2 separate regions of the Ovis aries genome follow, and region 1 is linked to region 2. The links are chromatin contacts, called in public Hi-C maps. All regions are on one chromosome and are shown on one strand. Each heading gives the region's core, a stretch centred on a gene start, on an enhancer-like site or on the middle of the called end of the contact. The rest is flanking DNA. Distances are from core to core; before and after follow the strand shown. Region 1 overlaps PDE7A (phosphodiesterase 7A). Region 2 has its middle 30 kb from the start of DNAJC5B.

Region 1 (5,501 bases), core at 247-2,746, 220 kb after region 2:
TAACAGGGCCCTGTTAGACTTGGGTGCTTTTTTGATACTTAGTGATATGAACAGAAAGAACATCTGTTTCTGTGTTTATTTTGAGCTTAAAAGCTTATGTCATACTGATTTTATTGTCTGGGATTATCTAAGTCTTAAGTATACAGTAACTCCCACGCAAACTCATACCCTTTTTACCGCTTCTTCCTTTAAGAATGGAAGTTGTCGCATGGCGTTTCCCTCAGCTATGACGAGGAAGCCTGGCTTTGCTGCAGTCCATGGAGTTCCAAAGAGTCAGACACGACTTAATGACTAAGCAAGGACTTTGTTGTTGCTATATTGTTTTTCTTACTCTTTCATACTGTACTGCCTGGTCGTTACTTTCCTATTTACAAGGAAATAGGAAATTTGAAATTACATTTAAAATTAGAAATATAGTTTCTCTTCTTTTAACCAGTATTTGTTCGACTTGCAAAGATGGCTCTTCCATCATTTGTAATTAAACTCAGTTCGGTAACTTAAATGACATTCCTGATGTCACAAAACTAGTAGAAGTGGCAGCCTTGGGATTCAAACCCAGGCGTATGACTCCAGAGCTCGTGTGTTTATTCGCCTTGCTGCACTGCCGCTCAGTAGCAGTACAGGCTACTCCTTAAAGACCATCGCTGTCAGCACCTCTGCTTTCCCCCTTTATCCATGCATGCTGCATGTAAAAATTCTTCCCAGAAAACTTGAATTTAGATGTAACTAAATGTATTTATTCAGTATTGAGCAGTAGGCTTCCTGATATGGCTCCTATTCTTTTTTAAGGAAAATTAAAGAGAGATTAGAACATAGAATGTCTTTTTTTTTTTTTTTACTCATTTATCATTCAGTATGACCTTGCTTTAGTCTAGAGTTAAAACCTTGCAGCACTGAATTAAAAAAAAAAAAAAAAGAAATTTTTTTTTAAACAATCTCCAAGGGGAACTCATGCTAACATGCATCTAAATAATTGTCGTGTTAAGGTAGCAGATAATAGTGACCGCAGGGCGCCCTCTTGTGGACGATTAAAGCAGGTAGTGATCAAGTCTCAAAATCCAAAAGCTTTTTCTGTGAAAAATCTCTTTCGTCTAATAACTAACTGCCGGTGATGGCTCTGCTGTGCCGTTTGTTTGACAGAGAAGAAGGTCTGGGAGTCCTGGGCATGATACTGCTCAAGGTATGTCGATTTCCAGCCTGTCTGTTTCGCTAACCTATTGCCTAGATTTCTTTTTTCAGTCCACTTTCTAGTCTGAAGGAGAAAAGCAAGAGAAAAACACGGCTTCTAAATTTACTGCTATCCCATGTTTTATTGCTGGCTCCGAGAAGCCAAGGGTGGGTGACTGGAAGTAACTCCCATGATCATTAAGTAACAAGGCTCATTTAGTTTGGGTGAAGGTTGATTAGTTTGTTTGTGGTCACACAGTGAGGTAATGTGATATTTTAAAAGAGAACCAGCAGCGCCAACAGTTCTTAATAGTAACTTGATTAAGTTACTGAGCCCTGTCGGCTTTCTAAGCTGGACTGGAATGTAGGTAACCATGTAAACTAGAACAAGCCTAGGACTTAAATAGTCCTAGCCTGGTGGAAGCTGGGCTTTAACAAAGACACCTTTAATCTGTTGTCTGTTATGCTGTGAAATAAATAATAGCATGTCTCATGTCACAAAATAAGTTCATGAGAATATTGGCAATAGGGTCAGATTTTATGTAATGTGGTATGTGTGGGGTGAGCTTTTTTAGTAATTGTCTGAATGGAAGTACTAGTTAAGTTCTCATGATCACCCTTCTTTAAAATATATATATATATATATACGTATAATATATATAATAATGTATATATAGTTTTTCTTCTGCATTTGTTTTTGCCCACGCCGCACATGTGGCATGCAGGATCTTAGTTCCCTGGCCAGGGATTGAACCCGTGACCCCTGCATTGGGAGCGTGCAGTCTTAGTCACTGGACCACCAGGGAAATCCCTGATCACTCTTTCTTGTCCGAAGTTCCCCATGTGTCCTCTATTTTTCCATTCCTAAATGATGCTGCTCATTCAACTTGGTATCTTCTCCATAGTGGCCTCTACTTGCCTGTTTCAATATAGAAACTTTATTCTTACTTATTATAGGGAATCAGTGTGTATCTGTGTGTGGAGGAAGGATAGGGTGGGTGAAGCAAACCTGAAGAAACTAAAATTTTCCACCTTAAAATGATCTCATCATGCTTCATCCTTGATTTACAGTTACTGATTCCCTTTTCTTCCGTCATCCTTTGGAAGCTATCCTAGGACAGTTCTGGAAATGTCTCTTGTCATTTTCTTTTAGAAAACCTGTTCTCCATTGAACTGTGCTCCTGTGTGCTTATTCTACTTCTGAGGGTTTGTTCTAACGGAATCAGGGTGGGTGCCAAGATTTAGTCACAAGAATGGTTATTACAGAATTGCTGGTAAGAAATGTGAAAGTTAGAAACAGCGAAAAGATTTAGTAAATGATGATGACTTCCATACTTTATATTTGACTAGTAAAAATGGCACGTGTAAGTTCCATTCACTGACTTGAATAGATATTCATGAATTTGTAAGGTAAGGAGACTGTGAGCTATGTGGGATGAAAGAGAAACTTTATGTGTACGTGTGTATAGGAAAGAGTTTATTGAGAACTATGCTGAGGGCCAGACTATTGATAGCTGTTGTTTCTGGGCCGCTAAGCCTTCCCATGCAGCTTGTCCCTATTCTCAAAACCAGGTTGAGGAGAGGAGAAGGCTTAGGGCAGCTCCTCCCAGAAAGGACCAGGAAAAACATACCTTTTAAAAGAAAGTGACGGTGTGCCTCAAAATAACAGGGTAGGAAGCTCCAGGGGTTGATCTCTCCATCAAAACAACCACTTTAAAGCGGGGGATGGGCAGAATTCACTATTTCAGGACTCCAGGCGCTGGCTGGACACTGCTCTTCAGCGGTTGGGCAGTGTGTTGGGCCACAGATCCGTGATCGTCACTCACCCCTCAGCCCCTCCGCCTATGGGAATGCTGTTCCGGTCATGGCTTGGTGAAGCCAGGGTGGGCAGTGGGGATCTAATCCTCCAGAAATTTGGAGTTGGGCCTTTAAGTCAGTCTGGCAGATTCCGAGGCATGGGCACTGATGTTTGCCTGGGTTTCACCCCTCTTCAGCTGCAGAGGCTTCGGCCAGCAGCATCTACCAGGAGAGTTAAGGAATCGGTACTGCTCCCACCCCCTGGCCTTTGGAACCAGACATTTAAGGAAATCTGTGTTGGGTCACCAACTGACTTCAGCAATACTGTAATAGGAGCTTCAGTGACCACACACAGCAAGGAGTAAACAAAGTCAAATAGATATGCAAAGGCCAGTTTGGAAAAATCACAAAACAGTTGGCTTCAGCCCACAACAAGTAAAAATAAACAGTCCTGGAAGAGTGAGAGATTAGATTTCCAGTTCCCCAAGTATAATTCGCACCATGTCCAGTTCTCGGTGAAAAACTATAGAACATAAAGAGAAGTTGGAAACTATGACCCTTACATATGACAAAAGAACATCACAGCAGCCACCCTGGGGAAGCCCACACATGGGAACTGCTAATCAAAGAGGTTAACTCAACTGTCTTTAATGCTCAATGAGCTAAAGCAAACCAAGGGCGAGAATGAGAGGGAATCAGGAAGGCGCTGTGTGAACAAAATCCTAATCTCAATAAATAGGAATTATAAAAAAGAACCCAACCAGTTCTGGAGCTGATAAGTATGATAACTGAAATGAGAAATTCACTAGAGGGATTCAGCAGCAGATTTGAGTGAGCAGAAGAATAAATCAGCAAACTTGAAGATAAGAACATTGAAATAATCCAGAATGAGAAACAGAAAGGAAAAGGAATGAAGAAAAATTCCTTCCACAAGAAAGCCATGGAGGAATCCCCGTGTGTACCACGTGTGACTCATAGGAGGTCCAGCAGGAGAAGGAAGAGAGAGGGCAGAAAAAACTGTTTGAATGGTGGAAACCTTCCTGATGGAGACGTGGATATACACATCCAAGCTCAGTGAAGTCAAAGGAGAGTGAACATGTGGTACGCATGAGCAGTGGAGTGTTACTCAGCCATAGAAAAGATCAAAACAGTGCCGTTTGCAGATACATGGGTAGACCTAGAGACTGTCATACGGAATGGAATTAAGTCAGAAAGAGAAAACAAATATTGTATAATATCACTTAAATGTGGAATCTAGAAAAATGGTACAGATGAGTTTATTTGCAAGGCAGAAATAGAGACAGATGTAGAGAACAGAGTTATGGGTGGAAGGGTGGAAGTGAGGGGATGAATTGGGAGTTTGGGATTGATATATATATACACACACACAAACTATTGATGCTATGTGTAAAGGGCTTCCCTGGTGACTCACTAAACAATCTGTCTGCAATGTGGGAGACCCGGATTTAGTTCCTGGGTTGGGAAGAACGCTTGGAGAAGGGAATGGCACCCCATTCTGGTATTCGTGCCTGGAGAATTCCATGGACAGAGGAATCTGGTGGGCTGCAGTCCACGAGGTCGCCAAGAGTCGGACAGAACTGAGTGACTTAACACACTGTGTATAAAATAGGTAACTAATGAAAACCTATTGCATAGGTCAGGGAACTCTACTCAATATTCTGTGGTGACCTAAATGGGAAGGAAATCTAAAAAAGAAGGGATGTATGTGTATATATAACTGATTGACTTTGCTGTACAGCAGAAACTAAACATAACATTGTAAAGCAACTATAATCTGATGAAAATCAGAAAACAAAACAAAAAGCCAAATTGTTGAAACCCAAAGACAAAGATACCTGGGGAAGCCATGGTAAAAGGACCTGAATATTTAATTCCAGAGCTGAACTAAAATGAAAGTGGGGGTTGGAATGAAAAGGGGGGGGAAGCACTCTGACAACTAACAGACATTGGAAGAGGAAAAGGGAAAGAAGAGGGGATATAGAATGTAATAATACAACATTAAAAGGTGACATCTAAGGTAATAGACAAAACAAGTCAGAAACGTAAGCATACTTGGTAAAACAGAGGTATTTTTTAATTGGTGGAGTTGTAGCAGTGTCCTTCAGTAGAGGATTGGATAAATAGATTATGGTCCATCCATATGGTGGAATACTTTACAGCCTCAAAATGAGGACGGTCTCTGTGTACTGATAGGGAAAGAGCTTTAAGAAAAATTTAAAGACAAGGTACAAAACAGAAGTATGATATGCTACCATTTATGTAAAAGAAGTAGAAACATGGTATATAACAGTGTTTCCATATATTTGATCCAAAAACTCAGGAAGCATACCCACAAAACTTTTCAGGTAAAAAAATGATCATTTTAGGGGAGAGTCTGGCAGTTGATTGGATTGGGAACGGGGTAGGGGTAAGGTTTTATCGCTGTGTTCTTTTCTCCCTCCCTCTTTCCCTCCTTTTGAGTTTTAAAACGTGAGTGCAGTATATTTGAAAAAACATAATGGAAAAGAAAAAATACC
Region 2 (5,012 bases), core at 2,498-4,997:
ACATGCTTGAAAGGAGCAGAAGAATACTGGCATTATAGTTGTCAAGTGAGTGGTCTTCTCAATTGGCTAACAAGTCTGTTTTTCTTGGACTACCTTTTGTTTATAAGCAGTATTGGTAAAATAATACAATAGTTAACTATACTACATCGTGGGGCTTCCCTGATGGCTCAGCAGATAAAGAATCTCCTGCAATGCAGGAGACATAGGAGATGTGGGTTTGATCCCTGCACTAGGAAGATACCCTGGAGGAGGAAATGGCTACACGCTCCAGTATTCTTGCCTGGGAAATCCCATGGCAGGAGCCTGGTGGGCTACAGTCCATGGGTTTGCAAAGAGCTGGACACAACTGAGTGACTAACACACACACACACACACACACACACACACACACACACACACAACCAATACGATCACCCTTCATCCTGCACTGGGGAACTGGAGGAATGGGCCCTACCACTCACAGCGTTCAGTAGAGGCACAAATGGAAGAAGTGGAATGACTCAAAACTGATTCAGAGTCTTCTCCTGAGAGCAACCCAAAGCTCGCCTCTGGAGGTTGGCAGAGACGAGGGCAGAAGGCCCTGGGGTGTCTGCTTCTCACTCCTGCCAAGGGCTCCATTCTCCTTCCTTTTAGAGCACATCTTGCACTTTCTGTGATTCCCCCAAGGGCAAGGTAAACAGCAGGAGAGTTCCTTCTTGGCCCTGGTGGCAGCAGCGCCTGTTGGCTCCGGGTCACATTCCTTTCCAGACTTCACAGACCTTGGGTTACAAAGGACTTGTTGCACAATCCTTGGGAGAGTGGGTATGGGGGCTGGGCTAAGTTGAAAGGGAGTGTCTGGCATATGTCAACCATCCAGGTGTGGCCGTTTGCCAAGGCTCCCCAGGTGGCAGCATTGAGAGAGGGAGGAGAGGAGAGGGGGACAGAGAGAGAGAGAGAATCAAATGTCTCAGGATCTCTGGTGAGGCAGATTCCCTTTCTCTTTTTTCTCTCCCACAGCTGTTAATAACACTTGTCAGGATGCATTTCTCAGGTGGAAAGCTTTTCAAAACTACAGTCGGCATACCTATGTTTCAGCTTACTGGAGACATTTGAAAGTTCAGAACCCACAAGGGAGAATCTGAAACGAAAGCTCCTCTTATCTCTCCATTTTTCATAGTCAAGCTTTCTCCTACCATTTTATGTGATAAGATGTATAAAATTACTCAATCTATTGCACAACTTTTGAAATGAATATGGAAGCTGAAAGATATTACCACAGCTTTGTTTAAACCCTATGCCATGATGGAATCTTCTTTCCTGTTGGTAATCATTTCATAATTCTCTTTTATAAAAGACAATCTGTCTGGAAAACCAGAAACCTATGGAAGATCCTTATAGGATAAATGCATTTCAGTGAGTTAAAAAACAAGCTAGTGACCTAGAAAATATTAATCAGATCTTTGGAGCTGGTGGCTATACAAATGAGGTCTGTGCTTATATCAAACAATTCTTCATTTTCTTTCAGATATGGGTACTTTAGGCTGATGTTAATACACTTGCAATGAATTCAGTTGGAGAAAACTCTGAGTATCTGTATCAGGGTGTGCCTGGACTCAAACTTACAGATTAATTAGAGCTGCAAGACATAGAAAACTCTACATAAAATGAACTCTGGACATGCCTAATATTGCTCCTACATTATCAATAACTCTAAACAAAATGGTAATTCATGGTTTAAGTCAGGAAAGGCTCATATAGGAGACAAACTAGGTAATAAAGATAGGTCAGTTACCACGGACGGTGTAAACCTCCATGCCTGCCAGATTAAGTTTACTCGCACGTGCATTTACAGAGTACACACATCCATACCACAGAGTATACACATGCATACGCATAAGCGAAGTCTTCCCTGGTGGCTCAGACAGTAAAGAATCTGCCTGCAACACAGGAGACATAGGTTCAATCCCTGGGTCAGGAAGATCCCCTAGAGAAGGGAATAGCAAATAGCAACCCACTCTGGTATTCTTGCCAGGAGGATTCCATGAACAGAGGAGCCTGGCAGACATGCCTGAACAACTATTACTACTACACACAAGAAAAGTGATCTACCTAAACTGGAAAAGGCCAAAGTTTGTATATTTAATATAAAGCAAAATGCTCATTAACTGTATAAATGCCTTTTTTTGAAAACATAGACTACTTCTAATCAGGCCTGATGCTGGGAAAGATTGAAGACAGGAGGAGAAAGGGACAACAGAGGATGAGATGGCTGGGTGGCATGACCGTCTCGATGGACATGTGTTTGAGCAGGCTCCAGGAGTTGGTGATGGACTGGGAAGCCTGGTGTGCTATAGTCCATGGGGTCACAAAGTGTTGGACATGACTGAGCGACTGAAATGAACTAAACTGAACTAAATCAGGTCAGAAGGCAGAGTAGGCAATCTGTTTCCCTGGATTCATTTTCTCTGTATTCTCAGCCTTTTGAATGAGGTCTTAGGTGCTTTCTCTTGACCTTGGTCAAAGCTTGTTTTGTTTGGAGCTGAAGGCTGGGCGAACTTTGGTGAATAGTGTCACCTACCTAGAGTACCTGAGTTTACCAATAACCACACTAAGGTGATAAAAGGAGATTTCCTTACCTTAGAATATTCTGACTTAGAAATTAAAATAGTCCAAGTGTGAACCAGTAAATTCCTTCAGGATGAATTGGGGCAGGGAGTACTGAAGAGGCCACCAGGCTGAGAGTGAGAGGATTTAAGCCTTAGTCTCAAGATGGCACCAACTAGCTCAATGGCCTAAGTCAAGATATTTAACCTCTCTCTGCTGGTTTCCTTTTCTGGAAATTAGGACATTGGAATGGATGATCGTTTAGTTACCGCCCCCCCCCCCCAACTCTAAAAGTCTGTGGTGTGTGACTAACACAAGGGTCAGAGAACATTATAGTCAATAAATGTAAATGTAGACAAGTTAGAATGTTCTGTGTTTTGTGGGTGTTATTTTAGGTTAAACTTAAACATAGTTTTCAGGGCTTCCCAGATGGCACCAGTGGTAAAGAACTGCCAATTCAAGAGATGTAAGACTTGCAGGTTCAAAACCTGCATTGGGAAAAGATGCCCTGGAGGAGGGCATGGAAACCCAGTCTAGTATTCTCGCCTGGAGAATCCCATGGACAAAAGCCTGGTGGGCTATGGTCCATAGGGTCACAAAGAGTGGGACATGACTGAAGCAACTTAGCACAGCACAAATGTAGTTTTCAATGACTATAAAATGAATAAAGTCTAAACACTGGACCAGTGAGCTTTTACTTCCCAAGGACTTGAGATGGGGTCATAATCTAATTGTGAAAATCACAGTGGCTTCTCTAGATGGAAGTTGAATATGTGCTAACGTCAATGTGCAAACACATTTTGTTTTTATCTGAGCCTCTGGATTTATTTACATGCTTTGGATTATTACTACTTTTATAGAGTGAGTGAATATTAGCTTTGCAGCTGAGATATATTTATTCCCAGGGTGTTGGAGGTCAGAGTGTTAAAACTGTGTGCTGTGGATAGAGACTGGGTCTCCCCGGCTTGTCTGTTCCTCTTGGGGTCCCTGGCGGGCAACTAATCTACCTGTCAGAACATTGGACTGTTGCTTCCACTTGGGAAAGGAACATGGCAATAAACTTGGATCTTGCAGGCGAATCTCAGCGTGCCTGCTCGAGCAGTCCTGCACTTGGCTCTGGGGTCGTGGTGTGCCGAGGGCAGCCAATGTGGATGAGTCAGAGCCTGGCACCCACCCCACCCTCCGCCCTCCTGGTAAACAGAGCAGCTATTTGCCGTCACTCAGAGCCTCCCAGGGCCTCGAGACTCCAGGAAGAAACAAATAAGTTAGAAGCCAAAACCCCAAGGCAAGGTAAAGAAAACAGAACTGTCTGCCTCCCCAACGATGATTTCACTAGTGGGAGTTCTTTAGGGGGAGGAGTGGTAGACAGTCTCTGAACTGTTTTACTTTCTTCTCAACCAGAAGGCCCTTCCCTTTCACTGTTTCTGGGGGTGACCTTCTGCCTTTTAAGCCCTGAAACTTCAAAAGCAGACTTGAGAATCAATATTGGTTGCTAATCCATAATATTTTTTCCATCCCTTTTATTTTGTTTGCATTTTTTCATACAACCTTCTATTAAAATACTTCTTTCAGTTAACTTGTTTTTCATTTAGTTTATTCTTCCCCATAGAATTTCATGGACAGAAGAGCCTGGTGGGCTATAGTCCATGGGGTCACAAACAGTATCTTACTCATTTGGGGCTTCCCAGGTGGCGCTAATGGTAAAGAAGCTGCCTGCCAATGCAGGAGACATAAGAGACTCGGGTTCGATCCCTGGATTTGGAAAATCCCCTGGAGGAGGGCATGGTAACCCACTTCAGTATTCTTGCCTGGAGAATCCCAAGGACAGAGGAACCTGGAAGGCTACAGTCGGTCCATAGCGTCATGCAGAGTCAGACACGACTGAAGCGACTTAGCACCCACTCACATCATTCTGGGGAGAAGCTTTTAAAAGAATACCTGGATTAAAGAATAGACATCACTAGGCACTAATTGAAGACGGTTTTAGAAAGTAATTTTACACTGACCTGTTGAGGTTCCCTTGCCTTTTTTGCACCCCTCAATGGATGGGGAGAGGACTAGGCACCAACCGTCTTGGAAATGTCCTTGTGGTCTGTCTTCACAGTAGGAAGTCTGGCTGTTTGGAGAAGATGCCACAGCTGTGTTTCTGCTGGGAGCTCCTGCGGCATTTGGCCTGCTCATTTGGATCCTTCACATTGCCTGAAAGTAACTGGTGCATCATCTCTGTGCTTACATTCTTACTCCTAAGCCTGGAGATACACCTATCTTGTAGTCCTGTCCTCTGGATAGCCATTCCCTTCTCCAGGGATCTTCCTGACCCAGGGGTTGAACCCAGGTCTACTACATTGCAGGCAGATTCTTTACTGTCTGAGCCATCAGGGGAGCCCCTTGTTCCTTTAGACGCAGTAAATTTGTTCTGAGTTTAGCAA

Evidence for each region. A called contact is a pair of places that touch in the nucleus more often than the background predicts.
Region 1: a Hi-C map of muscle shows a contact between it and region 2, with 6 times the contacts expected there. The contact joins two enhancer-like sites. A contact is called at or near these places in 11 of 16 Hi-C or Micro-C datasets (blood, hypothalamus, liver and 5 more).

What each region holds. Positions count from the first base shown.
Region 1 is chr9:43,103,951-43,109,451 of ARS-UI_Ramb_v3.0, reverse strand. The region is part of intron 4 of PDE7A (phosphodiesterase 7A); the gene reads left to right. Among named protein-coding and RNA genes, the nearest start is that of PDE7A, 78 kb to the left of the region's middle. Within about 2 kb of position 1,496, at least 2 of the 54 cell types and tissues checked have an H3K27ac peak or open chromatin away from gene starts, as enhancers often do. A contact at or near this core is called in muscle, where this site is marked.
Region 2 is chr9:43,330,171-43,335,182 of ARS-UI_Ramb_v3.0, reverse strand. No RefSeq gene overlaps it. Among named protein-coding and RNA genes, the nearest start is that of DNAJC5B, 30 kb to the left of the region's middle. Within about 2 kb of position 3,747, at least 22 of the 54 cell types and tissues checked have an H3K27ac peak or open chromatin away from gene starts, as enhancers often do. A contact at or near this core is called in muscle, where this site is marked.